2 separate regions of the Triticum aestivum genome follow, and region 2 is linked to region 1. A link is a contact called in public Hi-C data. All regions are on one chromosome and are shown on one strand. The core of a region is the stretch at or near the end of the contact, and the rest is flanking DNA. Distances in the headings are between cores, read along the strand shown.

What was found. Hi-C and Micro-C count contacts between places; a contact is called where the count stands out from the background.
Region 2: a contact with region 1 is called in a Hi-C map of leaf, with 4 times the contacts expected there. The contact joins the promoter of LOC123054103 here to the enhancer-like site in region 1. A contact is called at or near these places in 4 of 5 Hi-C or Micro-C datasets (leaf and an unstated tissue) and 1 of 1 datasets of contacts at active chromatin or transcription factors (leaf).

What each region holds. Positions count from the first base shown.
Region 1 is chr2D:505,432,368-505,435,067 of IWGSC CS RefSeq v2.1, reverse strand. No RefSeq gene overlaps it. Among protein-coding and RNA genes, the nearest start is that of LOC123054103, 120 kb to the left of the region's middle. Within about 2 kb of position 1,342, at least 1 of the 8 cell types and tissues checked has an H3K27ac peak or open chromatin away from gene starts, as enhancers often do.
Region 2 is chr2D:505,556,413-505,559,112 of IWGSC CS RefSeq v2.1, reverse strand. It overlaps LOC123054103, which reads right to left and starts at 1,327. Exons shown (of 2, transcript XM_044477791.1): 1 at 1-1,327. The coding sequence starts at 1,018.

The sequences.
Region 1 (2,700 bases), core at 93-2,592:
CCGCACGCGCACTCTGTAGACGGAGGCGCGCGCCTCGCGCCGCGAGAGGCAGCATGCACGGGAGAGGGATGCGGCGGAGTAGTCCGCGCACAGCCGCGGGACGAAGCCAGACCCCGACGAGGACACGCGTCTCCTCGCATGGGTCTACCGCCGCTCCCTCACGTCGACGGAGACGGACGCTCGCCGCCTCCGACAGAAGAACGCCAAGGCGCTCCGGCTTGCTATTGAGCAGTCGGAGCGCCAGGCGAAGGAGGCAACTATGGAGAAGGCTCAGGTCGCCAGGTTGAAGTGGGAGCAGGACAGGGCGTTCCGTCAGATGAAGGGGCTCATCGTCCTCTCCGACTCTGACTACGACGACGGCGACAGCCGCACCTCCTCGTCGGATGACCAAGACCCTACACCAGCCGCGGATGCCTGCAGCTGCACCGACGACCGGAAGGGCAAAGGCCCGGCGAGGAAGTGGTGATTCCTCCCCCCCCCCCCCCCCCATCCTCCTCAATGTTTATATCGTTTTTAGTTGTCCAAGTTTAAGAACTTGTCCGGGGACGAACTATAATCTTTTGGATGTGGTGAAGTATGTTAATGTCCGTTTGCAGCCGATCTTGTGTTCCTTTGCAGCTGATTTTTATTGTCCGTCGTTTGATAACATAAGATAGATCAACGTTTGCACATGTAGTATGGATATAAGGCGCCGAATATGAGATACGCGGATGCAAAGTGGCAAATATGAGGCTCGCTGCCGAATTTGGCCATTAGATGCTCTTAGCTTTTTTTTTAGAACTTGCTCTTAGCTTGCTTTGAAAGAAACGAGCATCTGATCACAGAATATACAATTAAGAAAATTGAACCATTCTAAGTTCTATGTTTTTTTTTGCGGGAATATTCTAAGTACAGATACATGCTTGGCTTCATTATTGCAGCCGAACTGCTTGGTACGCCGGGATGCTTGGCTGGCATTGGTTTTCCAGTGGTTGGGTGCCTATCATCCCATCGACCGTCTCCTTGTTTGGGCTAGGAACTGACATGCATGGTTTGATGGCTATCCTGTGGATATGCCGGGATAAGGATGACGGCGAAAGCTAATTTGTCTAGGACCATACGCTCGCTTGCAAGTTGCAATACTGGATATTCGCAAAAAAAAACTAAAAAAAAATGCAATACTAGATGACTAGAGAAATCTAAATTTGCCAGTGTTGTTGTTTGCCTGTTTTGAATGCATGAAACAACGTTCGGGTGCCCCGCACCAAAAAATATATGGCCTGATGGGCCAACATCTCATATATGTCCAATAAAAAGCATAAAAGAAATACCCCCTTATCGCAAAATTTGGCTTTAGTCCAAAATTGACAGAGGGAGTATGAAAAAAGACCACCAAGTGACCAAAAGCTCAGGGGATTTGCGGCGAATCAAGATGGCGCGCGATAGCAGTCAACGTGTCCACCACGAGTCTAAGCTGGTCATGATCCCGTTATCCAAAAAGCGCGGGTGCCAGTGCCGCTAGAAAGTAAGAAATCTGAAGAGAATAGGCCCAACTAAGTTGAAGAAAACGGACGAGAAAGAAATATAAGAGTGCTCAAGCCTATCTCACCCCATACCGACGGATCCTTCGATCTAGCCTCTGACACTAGCTTAGTGGGGCTATCAATTGTTGTAGCTTGTAAGGAGCGTTTTCTAGGAAGCTACTTTAGGTGGCTACAAGATATGCTTCCCATGGCCAGCCCAACTAAAACAAATCTTATTTGGCGCTTAGCGCGTCATATATAAAGCTCCAATTGGTCCTTTGCTTCTAGAATCTTTTGGCCTTTTTACTTTCTTGTCTTTCTTGTTTTTTATTTCCCTTTTCTCCTTTTTAAATTTACAATTTTAAAAAATATTAACAGTTCTTAAATTCACGAAATTTTCAATATCCTATTTTTTTGTAATTCTTGAATAATTTACAAATTCACGGAAATTTTACAAATCGATGAATACTTTTGGAAATGCCTGAAATTTTTACAATTTCTTTCTTTTTATAATTGACAAATAGTTTTCAAATTCTGAACTTTTTACAAAATGATCAACATTTTTTCAAATTCATGCACATATTTTCAAAGTTGTGAACATTTTTAATTGTTTTTTCAAGTTTATTAAAATTTTATTTTATTTTAAATAATTTGAAATTATGTTACTAAACAAACGAACAGAAATAAATGGTCTATTTTTTTTTGGCTAAAACACCTTTTTTTAGAAACACTATAACACCTACGTGTGAACAGCCAAAATGGTAATGGCCTGCACCGCCCAGCCGTTGCGCGGGCGCTAGTTCAATAGCTGGTGCGTTAAGCGGCAAACCCTATACGGCGCTCTTTGCGCCCGTTTATTTGATTCTCACAAACGAGCGCACACCCCTGCGCGGTGCTGGGGGAGTATGAAAAAAGACCACCAAGTGACCAAAAGCTCAGGGGATCTGCGGCGAATCAAGATGGCATGCGATAGCAGTCAAGGTGTCCACCACGAGTCTAAGCTGGTCATGATCCCGTTGTTCAGAAAGCGCGGGCGCCAGTGCCGCTAGAAAGTAAGGAATCTGAAGAGAATAGGCCCAACTAAGTTGAAGAAAACGGACGAGAAAGAAATATAAGAGTCCTCAAGCCTATCTCACCCCATACCGACGGATCCTTCGATCTAGCCTCTGACATTAGGTTAGTGGGGTGATCCATTGTT
Region 2 (2,700 bases), core at 78-2,577, 120 kb before region 1:
GCCCGCTGAACAGCCTCCGCACCGCCGCGGGGCGCGCGGGCGCGTTGGGGAACAGCGGCTGCACCACGTCCAGGTGGTGCAGCGTCACGATCGGCGCCACCGGGTGCGCCGCGAGGAGGCCCAGGAGGTCCCCGTACACGTCGTACTGGTGGAACCCCGGGTGCTTGGTGAGCGGCACCCCCAGCTCCGCCATGCACGCCTGGATCCGGTCGTCGCTGCCGTAGAGCGCCGGGTAGCGGCTGATGCAGCCGTCCTGAATCCGCGCGAGCGCCTCCGCCAGCGGCCTGCTGATGGCAAAGCCGCCGCCGCCGTACGCCATCCCGTAGGAGAAGTAGATGTTCTGCAGGTGGCTCTCGGAGAGGGAGCCGATGTAGTAGGGCTGTCGGTGGTCGAACTTGTTGAGGACGGTGAGCAGGTTGTCCGGGAAGAAGACGGTGTCGTCGTCGCCCATGACGAACCAGCGCACGCCGGGGAGGCCGAGGCGGAAGGTCTCGGAGACGATGCGGGAGATGCGGATGGCGGAGCGGTGGCCGCGGCGGTGCGTGTAGGGGAAGGCGGAGGTGTCGGAGGAGATCTTGATGGCCGGGAGCCCCGTCCGCGCCGTCGACATGTTGGACTCCCGCACCTCGCGGTCCAGCCAGACGTAGCCGCGCATGGCGCCGCGCGGGCGCCACCACACCTTGATGTACTCCTTGCGCTTGTCCCAGAACCGCGACGAGGCCGCGATGCCGAACACCACGTGCTGCAGCGTCGTCGCCGTGGACGCCGCCGCCGCCGCGGGGGCGGCCTTACTGCCGGCCACCGCCGCGGCGGTGCGGTTGGTGGAGACGCGGGAGGAGACCGCGGTGGGGTCCGGCGGGCAGGAGGCGGCGGACGAGGAGGCGGCGGAGGCGAGGAGGAGGTGGAGCGTGTAGAAGAAATAGAGGGCGGTGAGGGGGAGGAGGAGCAGGAGGAGGAAGCGGAGGAAGGAGCCGGTGACGGACTCCTTGCCGCCGCCACCGCCACCGCCGCCCTTCATTCCTGGCGCCGTGGCTGCTCCTCGCCGCCGCCGCGCCCGACCTCGCAATGCCTCTTCCTCGGCGGGGACTGGGGTATGCTGACCGACTGGTATCGGGGAGTGGGTTTCTGGCGAGTGAGATTTGGGAAGGAGATTTACATGGGCGGGTCGCGTGGGCAGCAGCCACGGGAGTGTGCCAGGTCGCCCATCCCCTCCGCGTGTTGCTCTGCTTCTGGTTCTCTTCCTCGTCCCAATCTCACTCTCTTCGCTTGTTCTAGCGCAGCGGCTTGGACTGGGATTGAGTGGGGTTTTCGGGTGCGGTGGGGGGTGGGGTGGGTGGGGCGGCGCCTTTTCGAGGTTTCTCCCGTGCCGGTGCTGCACTGCCTGTATGTCCCGTCGCTAATCAAGTTCACATTTATTTTTCAACTACTAAAAAAGTTCACATTTATTTATTTATTTCCCACCAAAAAAGCCTATTTATTAATTTTATGGCAAGGTGCTGCCTGGGGATGGATGATTACTTGCTGTGATGACGTTGGTTTCTCTTTACAGAAACGTGGGAGGTTCTTCAATTGATTTGCACATTTCGGTCCGCCGGAATAGTTGATTAGATTCCGGGCTGGAGATATGCAGATCAGGGAGGCGCATTGATGCACCGACTATATTTGTGTTAGAGCGTCAAACGATCCGGACGGGCTACTTGGTCAATGACCGGACCCAAAAACGCTATCGGCTTCGCATTTTCTATACACGGCCCGTACTTAGGGTGGATATAAGGATGCTCAGGCGTGTCCGTTACGTCGGACTGACCGGTAGGGTCTGCGCCACTTCGCTCATATCCGCCTCCCCCGCCTTGCTCTAGCAACTCTCTTTTCATCTATGTTCGTGCTCCTCCGCATAACCATCACCGAACTTTTGTCGCTATCTGTGCTCCGCCACCATTCCCAACCCAAGGCTTCGCCACCGGACGCCCCAGCCCACACGCTACCGGCCAGGCCGCCATCGGACAAGGTCGTCGCCACCAGACGCCGCTCCGGTTAACACTCCTATTTGCACCTCACGCTTTACGTGTTCGCTGAAGTGTCTGAGCTGGCTTTTTATACTTTGGACCATTACTTCAAGGGTTCCATCAAGGGCAGGTGCACGTCTTCTTTACACAGACTACTTCACAGTGGTCCAAACATTTCATGAAACTTCCTTTCGCCGTTGCTACCGGATGAGCAGAAACTTGTTCGTGTGGGTAGTGGAAGGGCGTGGACAAGGCTGATGACAAGTTCAAACTGAGAAAGGATTGTTGCGGAAAACTATCCTTCTCTCCTCTACATAAATGCACGGCTACTCTCAGGATGCTTGCTTATGTTAAAATAGCAGATGCAATTGATGCAGAAATTCAGATTGGAGAGACCACGGTCCTGAACACCACGAAGCAATTTGCACGCACTGTGGTGAAAGTGTTCGGACCAGAGTAAACCCGGGCATACGCCGGGCCAGGCCGGGTTTCTGGCCGGGCTTGTAAAAGCCCGATCTTCTTTTCTCAAGCCCGAGCCCGGCCCGAAGCCCGAAATGCACCCTTTTCTCAAGCCCGAGCCCGGCTCGAAGCCCGAAATGCACTCTTTTCTCAAGCCCGAGCCCGGCCCGAAGTCAAGCCCGACCCGAATGTTGTTTTCTAGTGTTCGCACATGTAAGCCCGGCCCCAAGCCCGA